Regions from separate parts of the Mus musculus genome. Here region 2 is linked to region 1. A link is a contact called in public HiChIP or PLAC-seq data. All regions are on one chromosome and are shown on one strand. Each heading gives the region's core, a stretch centred on a gene start, on an enhancer-like site or on the middle of the called end of the contact. The rest is flanking DNA. Distances are from core to core; before and after follow the strand shown. Region 1 has its middle 49 kb from the start of Gm42354. Region 2 holds the start of Slc2a5 (solute carrier family 2 (facilitated glucose transporter), member 5).

The links. HiChIP or PLAC-seq counts read pairs in DNA pulled down with a chosen protein or histone mark.
Region 2: an H3K27ac HiChIP or PLAC-seq map of microglia shows a contact between it and region 1, with 7 times the contacts expected there. The contact joins the promoter of Slc2a5 here to the enhancer-like site in region 1. A contact is called at or near these places in 2 of 39 promoter capture datasets (embryonic stem cells and pre-B cells), 1 of 15 datasets of contacts at CTCF or cohesin (large pre-B cells), 4 of 484 Hi-C or Micro-C datasets (the 63-12 cell line, bone marrow-derived macrophages, cerebral cortex and 1 more), 4 of 115 datasets of contacts at active chromatin or transcription factors (cardiomyocytes, embryonic stem cells, large pre-B cells and 1 more) and 3 of 9 other capture datasets (adipose tissue, embryonic stem cells and macrophages).

Annotation. Positions count from the first base shown.
Region 1 is chr4:149,836,414-149,843,698 of GRCm38.p6, forward strand. No RefSeq gene overlaps it. Among named protein-coding and RNA genes, the nearest start is that of Gm42354, 49 kb to the left of the region's middle. Within about 2 kb of position 4,673, at least 62 of the 459 cell types and tissues checked have an H3K27ac peak or open chromatin away from gene starts, as enhancers often do. A contact at or near this core is called in adipose tissue, bone marrow-derived macrophages, cerebral cortex and 1 more, where this site is marked.
Region 2 is chr4:150,115,194-150,122,478 of GRCm38.p6, forward strand. Slc2a5 (solute carrier family 2 (facilitated glucose transporter), member 5) reads left to right here and starts at 4,151. Exons shown (of 14, transcript NM_019741.3): 1 at 4,151-4,357; 2 at 4,462-4,855; 3 at 5,491-5,572. The coding sequence starts at 5,543.

The DNA.
Region 1 (7,285 bases), core at 3,423-5,922:
TTGCTAGGATGAGTGGGAGGAGACCTGAGGCTGAGAGAAGTTGCAGTTTCCCTGTGTGCCGTGATGAAGGTGTGCCAGCGTGGGCAGTCCTGAGCTTGCTTAGCTCTGTGACAAGGCACTCCTTGAGGTTGTGTCCCCACAAACCCATCCAAGTGGAAGAGATGTGAAGTAAAAAGGTTCAACAAATTTGTCACAGCTCAGCAACATGGCATGCTGCGAGTATCGGTGGGTTCTCTAGAGGAGCTGCAGTCAGCCTGAGGCTTAGCCCACCAGTGTCTTAAGAGACAGTTACCTACCACACATCATATCGTGGGGAAAGATGAGGACTCAAAGGTCAGAGTGTAGTATCTACCAAATGCACATCTCTATTGTAATCAGAACAGCCATCCCCATCGTAATCAGAGTAGCTGGGTGACCTGCCAGAGACCCTCACTAAGGTAGATCCCATCGGCTTTCCCTTCCGAGTCACTGAGATGCCAGCCATTCCCAGTTGTGTGTTATTCTGCCTCAGCTTCTGCTTATTCTCTGAGATGCTAGCATATACCAAAGGTGGAAGGTTGCTGAGGGGAGGCACCAGCTATGCAGCTGTGGGAAGTCACCATCCGTGACCTGTGAGAGTTTCTGTTGTGGTTATGTGTGGGTCATCCACAGTCCCGTATGTATCCCTTCACTCATGGTCTGTAAGTAAGCCCTGTAAACTCGGTGTTTTGTTGCTGTGAAGAGCTACCATGACCACGGCAACTCTTATAAAGGAAAACATTTCACTGCGGCTGGCTCACAGTTCAGAGGTTCAGTCCATTATTGTCATGGCAGGCAGCATGGTGGCACACAAGTAGACATGGTGCTGGAGAAGGAGCTGAGATTCTCTATCTTGATTTGTACACAATCGGAAGAGAACTGACTTGAGCTTCCAAGACCTCAAAGGCCACTCCCACAGTGACACACTTCCTCCAGCAAGGCCACAAGTCCTAATAGTGCCACTCCCTATGGACCAAGCACTCAAACACACCATTCCTATTCAAACCACCACACCACTCTAGGGTTGAGTGGGTAGATGTTTGTTTGTGTCCCCCCAGGAATAGTTCACAAAGACTCCCAAGGCTCTTCCCCACAGCCCCGTTTCTTGTTCTCAGTAAATATAGAAGGATTTGGTATTAGTTATTTCTCTCATTGATGTGACAAGATGCTTGGCATGAAGCCATGCAAGGAGGAAGGGTCCATCTTGGCTCACAGTTTGAGGATTACAGTCATCGTGTTAGGGAAGGCCGATGATGAACACAGACTCCCTTACAGTCCTTACCAGAGGTTTATTTCCAAGGCGATTCTAAATCCCAGCTGAGGAATGTTCCCATTTAACCACCACAGACCTTTTCAAGTCTGATGGCCAGTATTTTTAAACTTCAAGAAAAATAATGTACAAAATTGGGTGTATGAATACTGAAAGCCAACACACCCTGTGGGTTTTTTCTAGCGAGCCTATGCTAGGGCAGAATCCCATGGATTTCTGAGAGTTGTCTAATGGTCCTTCAGACTCTCTCTGAGGAGGAAGTGCTGGCCTCCTCCAGGTGTGAACATCAGGGCATAGTGAGGACTGTCTTCCCTAACCCTTCCAGCCACCAGGGATGACCCATCCAGAAATCTTGGGATGCTCATCCGGGGGAGTGGGGTTTGCCACGAAACCTATCACCTGCACGGTGTGTATAGCAGATCTCTAATGGCTCTCAGTTCCCACCAAGAGCACTCCATACCAAGGCTATGTGCTAACAGGTGTGTCATTGATGGAAGTCGATTTGGAAAGGCGTGCAAACCTGAGTCTGGAGAGATTCCAGCAGCGTGTGTACAGATGTGTACAGAACTCCCAGGAACTTCCTCTAGACATCCCACTGGGTCATGAAAGGATCAAATCTCTCTTTTGGCCTTTTGTGCACATTTCCTCTGCAGCCGGGGAAAGCCCTGTGTTGATGTGTAGAAGCCATGCTCTCTCTCAGATACTCTGAACCTCTCAATCTTCTGGGGACCAACCATTCAGCCATCCAACCTGTGTGCTTTTGTTATGGGAGTACAGAGATATGGGTTCAACTTCGATGATCCATGATGTCTGTGCAGACACAGCTTGGTAGGAAACCCATGGCCCCTGTGGCAATGTCTGGGTAGGACAGAGGAGGGACTCTTTTCCTGCGACTGTGGGCGGCTCCTGGGAACAAGAGGCCTTCAGTCTCCTGACTTTCCTTTGGCCTCAGCCCTTGTAGAGTGTGTTCATCTCTCTCTCTCTCTAAGATGGACACCTCCCTCTTTTCTTGGATGGAATCTATATCATGTCTAAGTGGCTCCATCAGGGAAGGTGTGAGCTCTGAGTGGCCACAGGAGGAACTATGGATCTTGTTCTTCCCCATGGTGGGGCTAGGTCCCCTCAGTGGGATGCCCTCTGGGTGCATTTGGTCCTATTCTCACCAGAGGGCGCCACGACCCTCCTTTATCACTGTCCTGACCTCTGTCCAGGCACACCTTCACTGGTGAGTCTCACAGTTCAGAACGCCAAAGCCTAGCCTTCACCATTCCTACCAGAGAGCCAAATGATCTCCTTAGGGGGAACTGACTTTTCTTTGGGAAAATGAGCAATTTTTGAGTTTGGCAACATCCTCAATATCAGTATAACAGGAACTGACCTCTCTCCTGTATTTCCATTTCAATTTAGGTCTAAAAACCAGCCCCAGCCCCTTCGAGGACAGCATGGGACTCTGCATGATTAAGAGACTCCCTGGGGGTCAGGCACGATGGTGCATGCTTGAAATCCAGGCAGCTGTACTCAGGAGGCGCACGAGTTCAAGGTTATCCTAAGACATAGCAAGTTTGAGGCCAGCCTGGGTTACATGAGACTGTCATAAAACAAACACCCAAACCTGCCAGAGATTAAAACAAGATAAAAGACCCCCTCCTCCAAAAAAACAAAAACAAAAACAGCCTCTCAAGACATGGCCCTGGCAGAAAGCTGTTGGGTACCACTCTCAATCAGACTGACGCAAGCTGCCATCCCGACAGTGGGGCACCTTCTCTTAGGAGGTAGTTTTCTTTTTTGGTCACTGTTAGTTGTTAAGTAGGAGACGGCAATTAAGGCCTTTAAGCCAACACAGATGGGGCTTACTCCGCATTGGTACCAGACAGAGGAGGGTGGCCTGGTGAAAGAATTCCTCCAGTCACAGATCATGCTGTCTACAGGACCCCATGAGTGAAGGATGCCCAGAAGAGCATTTGGGAGAACTAAATATATATAACATACGTGTGTGTGTGTGCATGTTTGGGTGTGTGGGAAGTGTCAGTGTGTGTGTGTGTGTGTGTGTGCATGTTTGGGTGTGTGGGAAGTGTCAGTGTGCGTGTGTGCATGTTTGGGTGTGTGGGAAGTGTCAGTGTGTGTGTGTGCATGTTTGGGTGTGTGGAAAGTGTCAGTGTGTGTGTGTGTGTGTGTGTGCGCATGTTTGGGTGTGTGGGAAGTGTCAGTGTGTGTGTGTGTGTATGTGTGTATGTGCGTGTGTGTGCATGTTTGGGTGTGTGGGAAGTGTCAGTGTGTGTGTGTATGTGTGTGTGTGTGTGTGTGTGCATGTTTGGGTGTGTGGGAAGTGTCAGTGTGTGTGTGTGTGTGTGCATGTTTGGGTGTGTGGGAAGTGTCAGTGTGTGTGTGTGTGTGTGTGTGTGTGTGTGTGTGTGTGTGTGCATGTTTGGGTGTGTGGGAAGTGTCAGTGTGTGTGTTGCAGAGCGGAAGGTTCTGGATTGGATATCACCTGCAGTACAGAGTTTACTCCCCCCCCCCCCCCCAGAACTCTATCTTGGGAGAATCTACATACTTGGCCCTTGACCTTTTACCTCAACCCTGACCCTTATTCCAGCTCTAATCCTCATTTTAGTCCTGTGTGTGTGTGTGTGTGTGTGTGTGTGTTTGTAAGTGTATGTATGTATGTACATGTGTGTGAGCCTGTGTGGTTTCCAACTCTCTGCTAGGCAGCTGGCGTAGCTGCACCATCTTTGCATGTAGATGATGCTACCAGAAGAGGTATCCAACCTCTATGATCCCCAGGAGGGGATGGGTAGGTCTGTGGGTGGACCCACAAATCTCCATTCTATCTGACCTTCTCACATGAATCCTGAAAAGCCAGGTAAACTTTGGCTGGCCCTGGGGTCGCCCCATTATCCCCCTCCCTCCTGATACCCGCCGCCATCACTCTCCAGGAATAGCTGCATCCCTTATGTTGACTCTTGGGTTCTTGCTCCCTAGGACTGGATGGATGTTCACTCATGGTTTCCACGACACTGTTCCTCCTGGCCACTGTAAGGAACAAGGCCTTATGCTCCTGGCCCCAGGGCCCACTCAGCACCTGGCATTCGGGGCCACCAGCTGAACCAACTGTCTGGGCCGTGAGGGTGGGAAATGCTGTTGCTGCAGGATTTGAAGCCCCCTCCCCAGAGAGGGCAGCATTGAGTGGCAGACCTCTTTGGGCTCATTTTCCTACAGTTCCTAGTAGAGATCGCTCCCTTTTCCCATATCAGAAAACAGCTGTTCTGCTGGCTCCCCCGGCATGTGCCAGCACTATAAATACCCCCCAGCCTTGGCACAGGGACCTGGGGAACTTGGGAAGTTAGAGCCCTGGGCTGTGCGGGCAGTGGGAGGGAGAAGCATTGCCCAACTTCCCCCCTCTCAGCCTCCAGGCACAGGCTGGCCCTGCTTCCCACGGGCTAGGAAACCCCCGCAGTCCTCCTAGGAATCTGGCAGAGACAGCTTCAGCAGCCCTGGTGGTGTTTAACACACTGTCTAGTGCGGTCCAGTCAGCTCCCACTGTTGGAGACAGTGAGGCTCAGTGGGAGCCAAGGCACTGGTTCCAGCTGGATTCTTATAGGGGGGAGTGTGAACAGGAAGGAGTAGCTTTTGTTCATGATAGGATTGGCTTTATTTAGGCTTGATTTTTTTTTTTTTTGATGAGTTCTTATATAACCCAGGCTAGCCCTTGAACTAACCCTTGTCTGAGCAAGGCCCTCCTGCCCTGTTGGAGCAGGTGTGTCATTGTGGGTGTGGGCTATAAGACCCTCATTCTAACCTGGAAGTCAGTCTTCTGCTAGCAGCCTTCAGATGAAGATAGAGAGCTCTCAGCTCCTCCTGTACCATGCCTGCCTGGATGCTGCCATGCTCCTGCCTTGATGATAATGGACTGAGCCTCTGAACCTGTAAGCCAGCCCCAATTAAATGTCCTTATACGGGTTGCCTCGGTCATGATGTCTGTTCACAGCAGTAAACTAAGACATGGATCTGGAACTTTCTGTGTAGCCCAGGCGGGTCTCAAACTTGTACCACTCCTTCCTGCTTCAGTTTCTTCCCCAGGAGCAGGAGAGAGGGGAGATGGCTCAGTGGGTAGACGCTCTTGCCTTGCAAGCCTGAGCACCTGGGCTTGATCTGTGTAACAATGAACTAATGACCTCAAGCTGCCCTCTGAACCCCATGTCATAACATTGTCCCCCTAACAATAACAAACAAAGAAAGAACACAAATAACATAAAGAGGAGAGAGGAGGGAGGGAGGCCTCCTTCAGGGCACCCTTTGCTTAGCTTGCCAGTGTAAGCTGAGCTCACCTGTACCTCAGCTGCCTGCTAAGATACCCTGCTCTGCTGTTCTTATGGACTACGTGAGTCAGGCGCCCTCTGGTGCCATGGTTTGCTTACTGCAGCCTGAGAGGGCGATAGCTCAGCAAGCAGATAAAGGTCCAGCCTGACAACCCTAGTTCAGTTTCCGGAACTCATGTGCTGGAAGAAGAAAACTGAGCCCTGCAAGTTGTCTTCTGACCTCCACATGTGCACGGCGGCTTGTGTGTACCCACACACATATGCAAACACTTACACATATAATAAATTAAAAATTCCATTTAGAAGTTATTCTATTTAAGCCAGATTTGCTTTTATTCTATTACAGCCTTTATTATAATACAATTTATTCATAAATTGTGAAACTCACTAAGAATCTAAGTTCTTGGATTTTTTTTTCTTCTTCTTACTTTAAGATCACCAGCCCCCTGCTATTCTTGGGATGCTTTCCCTTGTTAACAAACTAAAAAAAAAAAAAAAAAAAAAAAAGAAAAGAAAATCACTACATCTAGATAATTAGTCACTACTATAGCAAAATCAGAGGTTTAGCCATGGAAATATGAAGAGAAAGTCAGGTGTGAGTGTGCAGCCAGGTGTGATGGTGCATGCCTTTGAACTCAGAACTTGGGAGGCAGAGTTGAGCAGATCTTTATGATTTCAGGGTCCCTGTGGTCCATATGATCTAAGTCTAGGTTGGCCAAGGCTACATAGTGAGTCTCTGTCTCAAAAAGAGAAGGAGGAAGTAAAGAAAAGAAAAGAAAAGAAAAGAGAAGAGAAGAAAAAAGAAAAGAGAAGAGAAGAGAAGAGAAGAGAAGAGAAGAGAAGAGAAGAGAAGAGAAGAGAAGAGAAGAGAAGAAAGGAGACACACATCGCTGTGGAAGAAGTCTGTCTAATTCTGATTCCAACGTTCTGGAAAAGACACAACTGTGGAAACAGGAAACAGATCCCGAGTGGCCTGGGGTTGGGATGCAGCCTCGGCTTACACAATTTATTGGTCACTGAAACTCCCTTGTAGGATACAATGAAGCAGAAGTATACTTGTGGATTGTGAAACTCTGACAATGAACCCTAATGTGATATACACACTTGGGGCAATAACAGTGCGGTCACGTGGTTTCATGGGCACGGGATGTCCCAGTGGGTTCAGGATGTTTATGGCCCAGGAGCTCATGTGCAGGGTGGGTAATCTCAACTCCCTACTGTCTGCACATTTGACTGTGACCCTGAAACTGCTCTAGATGGCAAGGCTAGTTGAGGGGGTCCTTCCCTAGGGTGCATGAAGCCCTAGGCTCCACCCCAACACCTCTAGGCTCCACCCCCAGCACCACTAGGCTCCACCCCCAGCACCACTTCCACCCAGTGCAGTGGGGTGGTACATGCCTGTAACCCCAGCACTCAAGACAGAGAGGAAGGAGATTCAGAAGTTCAGGGTCACCTTCAGCTATATATCAAATTAGAGGTCAGCCTGGGATACATGAGACCCCTCGCCCTCAGAAAGTAAACTTGGCTAAGTGTGTTCCTATATAGATGTGTAAAGAGGGCTGGGTACATTTTCTTAGAAAAGTCTTTGCCATTTTGTCTCCAAGGTCTGCCAACAAACTTCCTCAGTGTTTGAAGGAGATATGTGGCAGCAGAAGGTATTTTCTTATAAGGACACCGTTTT
Region 2 (7,285 bases), core at 2,901-5,400, 280 kb after region 1:
GGGAACAGAATCGATTGCGGTCGTGATAAGACGGAAGCTGGGAAATCTCAGCAGGCATTCAGCAGCACACTAGGGTCCTTAGGCCACTTACTCCCAGGAGAATACTGTATCCTTGGCTCTAAAATCTGAAGGGGTGGCAGTGTGGCTCGGTGATAAAGGCTGTGTGTGAGCCCTACCTACACCGGTATGACGCATAAAACATCGTCCCGTTAGGGCAGAGTCAGAACAAACAGAAGAGTCCCCCGCACCTCTCCACTCCTCCACCAGTGGAGACAAGCAGAGCCCCAGCACACGGAGGACTGGGAAAGTCAGCATCTTCACTACATATGGAGTTTGGATCGACGTGGTTACATGCGACAGCCATCAAGAGACTGTAGCTCTATGTGTCTCAGTGTCTTATGAACTCTGGTTGGTAGGGGTCTGATGTCCTCCTCTTGGCTTCTTCAGGCATCAGACATGCACAGCGTGCACATACACACCTGATGGCAAACGCTCATAGACAATATAGATTAAAATTGACATAAGAAACTCCACAAAAATATCACATGTGTCATTTCATCAAATGTTCTTCTCCATTTACAGTGCGGCAGATGAACCCAGGGCCTATTCACACTGGGCATCTGAACTCTATACTTCTAGTTCCACTCCCAAACAGTTTTCTTAGAGCCAAAGTCTCAGTGTATAGTCCAGACTGGCGGCTACTCAAAATCTTTCCACCTCGGTGTTTCTGGTGTTGGGATGATAGATATGTACCGCCATGCCCAATGTCATGCCAACTTGTGACAACCTAGGATCATCTGAGACAAGAGTCTTGACTGAAGAAAGGCTCAGATCAGGCCAGTGGACAAGTCTTTAGGGGATTGCCTTGATTGTTGATTGCCATGGGAAGTCCCAGACCACTGTGGGCAGCACATTCCCCAGGCAGAAGACCCTGCACGATTCAGAACAAGTAAAAGCTACAGGCAACTTTGCGTGTATTTGTTTCTCTCTGCTCTTGACTATGACTATGATATGACTGACTACTGACTGAATGCCTGCCTTGATTCCCCCTCGGTGATGGACAGTAACCTGGGACTGTAAAAAAACTAAACCCCTCCTCTCCTAAGTTACTTTTGTCTGGATATTTTATCACAGCAATAGAAAGGAAACCAGGACACCTGGCTTGTCCCAAATTCTAAATACCTTCTCTATGTTAAAAAAAAAAAAGGAAGAAAGAAAAAGAAAAGAAAAGAAAAGAAAAGAAAAGAAAAGAAAAGAAAAGAAAAGAAAGAAAGGGGAAAAAAAAAAACCAAGTTCCTGAACTCAGGGGGCAGAGGCAGGTGGCTCTCTGAATTTAAGGCCAGCCTCGTCTACATAATGAGGTTCTGGACAGCCAGGGCTATGTAAAGAGACACTGTCTTAAAACAACAAAAACAAAAAGAAAGAAAGAAAGCCTGCCAAGAGCCTTCAATCGTCCTGAGTTGCTCAGGGTGTTCATTTGACTGAATCTGCCCGCTACTGAATTTTTTTTATCAATTTCTATCAAAGAAAGAGAGAGAGAGAAAGAAAGAAAGAAAGAAAGAAAGAAAGAAAGAAAGGAAGGAAGGAAGGAAGGAAGGAAGGAAGGAAGGAAGGAAGGAAGGAAGGAAAAAAGCAAAAAAGGCTACACGCACTGACAGTTGTCTGTCTGTCCATCTCGCTAGTCTCCTTTCAATGCCCCCCTCCTTTCCTTTACGCTTTTCAGACCACCTCATTTTGCTACTCCCTCATTGCAAAGCACAGGCTATCAGCACACACATGGCAGAGCTCCTCATGACCAGAGAACTCTTCACTTCCCTCACCTGCCCCCACTTCCCACCTCACCACCACCACCACCCACCCCACCCCACCCCGCCCCCAGCTTGCCAAGAGCCTTCAGTCGTCCTGAGTTGCTCAGTGTGTTCATTTGACTGAACTCTGCCCGCTACTTAATTTTTTTATCAATTGACTTGAGGAGAGGGACATCATTTAAGAAAATGCCTTCATCTGATTGGCTCGAGGGCGGGGGGGGGGGCGTTTTCTTGAATGATGATTGACTTTCGAGGGCCCGGCTCTTTATGTATCAATACTACAACCTTTGGGCAGATGGTCCTGGGAAATATTTTAGAAAGCAAGCCTGAGGGACAAGCCAGCAGGCCCTTTTCCTCCATGGTCTCCGCTTCAGTTCCTGGTTTAGCTTGAGCTTCTGCCGTGGCCTCTCTGGAGGATGTACTGTGATCAGCAGTTGTAAGCTGACACAAACCCTTTCCTTCCGAAGCTGCTTTTGGTTGTGGTCTATACCACAGCCATGGGAAGCAAACTAGGACACTCTGCTTCCTCAGCGAGAGTCTGAGCCCCAAGTGGCCAAGGCTATTTTTGCATCCTTTTTCTCTCTTCTCTATACAGCAAAGGGCCGGGTAAATAAAAACACTGACTAACAGGAAAACTCACATCCCAGAAAGAGCAGCTTCCAAACATTTAGGTTTTCCTCCCCTCCCTCACCCTCCCTTCTCTCTCTCTCTCTCTCTCTCTCTTCCTTCCTCCCTCCCCCCCTTTTATTTTTTATTTTTTTTTAGACATGGTCTTGCATAGCCCACACTGTCTATCCAAGTATGGCCTAGATCTTCTGATAGCCTGCCTCCACCTCCCTAGTGCTGGGATCGTAGGCTGTGCCACCACACTGAGCAATACTCTTCTTCTGGACTGTGTACTGACAAAGTTTCTGTGTTGTGTTACTAATCGTGGTTTTGGAATTGGGATCTGAGACCTAGACCTTCATCCCAGAATTTTTGGCAAAGTTATTTCCCTACTTAGAGGCAATTTAAGGGCTGGAGAGAGGGCTCAGCAGTTAAGAACTCTTGTTCTTCTTGCAAAGGAGCCAGGTTTGGTTCCCAGCACCCACATGGTGGCTCAGAACCATACATGTAAGTCCACTTCAAGGGGATCTATCATCCTCTTGCGACCTAAGCAGGCACCAGTTTCCACATGCAGTACACACATACATGAAGGCAAAACACTCACGTAAAATGACATAGATATTTTAAAATATTTTAGAAGCAACTTAATATAAAAGATCTGAGAGGCTGCTTGGTGGGCTCGGCCTGTCTCACATCCTTCCCCACTGTGGATCAAATGACTTCCCCAAGAGAAAGGTATGGAAGAAGGCCCTCTAGAGTCCAGCCCGGAGAACTGCACCTGGCCACTCCCTTTTCTCTTTAAGACAATCCCTTGGCTCTTATCAGAGATGGCTGCTAAACCCAGGTCAAATTCCTGGAAATATTAGTAATTCGTCACATGTATTCTTTCCACCCGCCTCATTCTGTGCTCTTTAACTCACCAAAATGTCCGTGGGTTTATTAGTGCTTATTAAAGGCCTTTTTAAAGGTCCCATTGAACCAGAGGCTCAGACCTGTAACCCTAACATTTGGGAATCCGAGACCAGGCTCTCTCAGGTTCAAGACCTACCTGGACTATACAGTGAATTCCACAACACCCTGGACTACATAATGGAACTCAGTCTCAAAACACAAACAAACAAACAAACAAACAAACAAAAGCATAAAAATGAATCCCAAAGCTTAGATACAGCGGTGGATTTCCTGCCGCATTCAGAAGCCACAGAAGCAAGGGCGAGATGGCCAGGGAAGGCTCAGCAGGCCGGATCCATCTGGGAGGTCTGAAAACCAAGAGGATCCATCCACACACTTTCAAACCAGATGCACCCAGGGTACTGTGTTCCTAAGAGTGCCCACTGCCCACCTTCCAGCCCTCCACCCTGTTGGCCGTGGCTTGGCTGGGTCCTGAAATTGCGGACAGGTTCTTCAGGGGACACAGAAGACATGTCTATAGAATGACCTTCTCTTCTCTCTTGGAGAAGAGAGCCCTGGGGATGGATGTCCTTGGGGCAGACTGCAGTTGCCAGCCCAGAGGACCAGACAGAATCGCCAGCTCCCTCCAGGGGACACAGGGACGCATGCAGCTCCGCCCCCTCCCCCGCCCCCGCCCCCTACCCGCTCCTGCCCCTCCGCACCCCTCCCCGGCTCACCTCAACCGCAAGTGCTCTTGGGACTGAGGATGAGCGTTGGTCGCGCTGAACTGCGACTGCGCAGAAACCAGACTCCCACTCCGAATACTTCTCTCAGGGTCTGACCACAGACCTGCACCCACCCACCCACCTACCCTGTTGAGAAAGTTGAGGCAGGGATTGAACCCTCAGCTTTCAGATCTCATTTTACAGTAAAACAGGCAGAGAGAAGATTAATAGTTGGGGGCCAAGAAGCTGGCCTCTGTTCCCTACGCTCCCAAGATTGTAAACTCGGCTCGTTATTTCTGTACCCCACCTCTCACTCCCGCCCCCGAAGTAAGTGACACCACCTACAATTTACGTGCATTTTCTTTGGAAGGTTTTGTTTTTCTTCAAACTATTTGAAATACATGAATCTCTCTGGCCCCGTCACGCCTTAGTTGAAGAGCCACCGTGTTGGAGTGGGAAGAAAACAAGGAAGTTTTCCTGGAAGGAGACGCCCCCACTGTCCATTGCTACCCGAGCGGATCTACACTTCTGGATGCAGAGTGGGCTCCTGATAAACGGCTGAAGGGTGAAGGACAAGAAGAAAGACATCTGCTGACTGAACTCGAGCAACAGCTAATAAATCAAAGGAGCATGTCTAACAAGGATGAAAATCTGCGGGCCTGGTGGGACTTTGCTCAGGTTTTGGCTGCCTGGCCTGGTCAGTCCGGTAGCAGTTGAACACGTGCTGAGCGCCGGAGCCCGTGGTGACCAGCTTGTGGGCAGATTGCTGGACTCACACCAGCCTCTGGGGACTTAGCCTGCCCTGCAAAGGAAGAGTACAAGAAGGTATTTGCTACTTTCCCAGTACTGAAAAGTGTATCTCTCCGGGCCGCTCGGGGTTCCTTAAAAAGACAAAATAAAGTTTTCTCCTCAAACAGCGTTACCTAAGGCCAGGGTAGATAGCTCAGCCCTAGAGCACAGGCAATCCGTACTCGGTCTCCAGCACCAATAATAATAGTGATAGTAACGATAATAACAGTTTCATCATGGTTGCTTGAGCAAGAACTGACTCTCCACTAGGGACACTTGGCAGTAGAAGGTGTGGTGGGAAACACTAGGCTAAGCCTTTACAGCCCCATATGTTAGCCCATTATCTAATGTGGCATAGGGCTGGTGACAGCTGTTGCTGTCCATGTGTTCCAGACAGAAATACACTTTCTAGTCATTTTTCAAGGCCGTGCCTGGTGAAGACTTGAGCAGTGGAGGCTGTTTCCCCTGGGTACCTCGCTGAGTCCACAGTTTCAGGGGACCCACTGGCTTAGCCAAACTCTACATGTTTAACTTAAAAGCAGAAGTGAAAGGCAGGGCAAACGCTGCCGGTGCCTGAAAGGGTTATTCTGACTTAGACTAGCAATAAAAATGCAATTGGCTGAGAGTTGGCACGGCCAAAGTGCAGCCTAAATATCTTCCCTCCCGAACAGCACAGCTGGCACTTTGAGGAGGTGAGCCGCAGGCTGCACTTGCAGAGCAACGATGGAGGAAAAACATCAAGAGGAGACAGGGGTGAGTATGTGGCTGGCAGCGGTCAGAGGAGGGGGGTGGGGCGGGGGCGGGGGTGGGTGTCGACTGCTCAGCTTCTTGCTCAGGTATTGCAGAACCTGCCCTGGGCGGCGGGATGCGCTTGTCTGGAAGAGGGCAGTTTGCTCAGAAGCCCAGCAAAGAGTAGGGTTTTATAGGAGTCAGTGCAGTGTTTGTAGACAGATGCCCGTTAGGAATCCTGCCACCGGAACAGCTCTCGGAAAGTGCCTGAAACGGGGCTGGTGAGTATGGTTCTGCTCGTAGAGTACTTACCATGGGTCCAGAAAGTCCAAGGTGAAGCAGGTATGGCTCACGCTTGTGCCTTAGCCCTTGGGAGGTAGAGGTGGGAGATGAGGAGTTTGAGGTTAATCTCAGCCACAAAGGGAGTTCAAAGCCAGCCTAGGATAAAGACCCTGTTTGTCAAAAAAAAAAAAAAATTTTTTTTTCCTTTCTCTTCCAAACTCACAGTGTAAGTAGGGATTAGGTGTAGATTTCCTTGGTTGAGAAAAATTTCCAGCGCCAAGAAGGTAACATGAGCTGGGCAGTGGTAGCGCACGCCTTTAGTCCCAGCACTTGGGAGGCAGAGGCAGGTGGATTTCTGAGTTCAGGGCCAGCCTGGTCTACAGAGCGAGTTCCAGGAAAGCCAGGGCTATACAGAGAAACCCTGTCTCGAAAAAAAAAAAAAAACCAAACAAACAAAAAAATGTTACATGAATTGATGAACACATTCAAGGAATTTGCATTTTAATCCTTCCCACGGCGTTTGTTTGTATGTGGCTAGGGAGGAGCAGGCATCTGTGCAAAATATTATTTACCAAGGTCCGTAACACATGGACTGGAAGCTTGGCCTATGGCATAGAGGGTGGGCGTGGTCTTAGGAGGGAGAAGCACCTGTGATTGGTTCCAGCTCATCGCCCGTTTAGCTGCAGCTAAAACCTTGGCAAGATGCTTTATTTCGATAATTTAGTTATAGAGACAGTTTGTGCATCTGAGGCTGGCCCCAAACTCCTGATCCTCCTGCCTCTAACTCCCAAGTGCTAGGGCTGTAGGTGTGTGCTGTCCCACCTAGGTGACTTCTCACCTGTAAAATGGACTGATAACCACGCCCTCCCCCTGGTTGCTGGAACACTTAGACAATGCACAGGCAGTGAGTGTCTGGCCAGGACTGAATCCTCTTGCCAATACTATTGCTTGGTTTGCCTTGTGGAGCAGATGACCTCACTATTGATGCTGAGCATGGGTATCCCTGGAGCTGTCTAGGATGACAAGGGATGTCCCCAGCCAGTGCCCACTTTACTTGTGGTATGATAAACCAGTGTCCCCTAGAGGGCAGACTCCATCCCGCCCCAAAACCCAGAATTAGAGTCAACCTGGGAACTGTTTTGTTCTGGTTTTGTTATTTGTTGATTTTCTGGTGCTGGGGACTGAAGCCAGGGCTTCATGCAGGCCAGGCAAGTCCCCCACCATTGAACCATCCCCACCCACCCCGCCCCAGCCATTTCCTCCCTTTCAGTTTAAGTGGGGGGGCTCTCTAAATTGTCTCAACTGGCCTTGAACTTGCGATCCTTCTCCCTCAGCCGCCCAGGTGGCTGTGAGATTCCAGGCCTGTGCTGCTACCACCCGACCTGTCTGAGATTGTCACCCTGCCCGAGCAAGTGTCCAACCTGGCCGAGTGTTATCACCTGTATTTGATAGGAA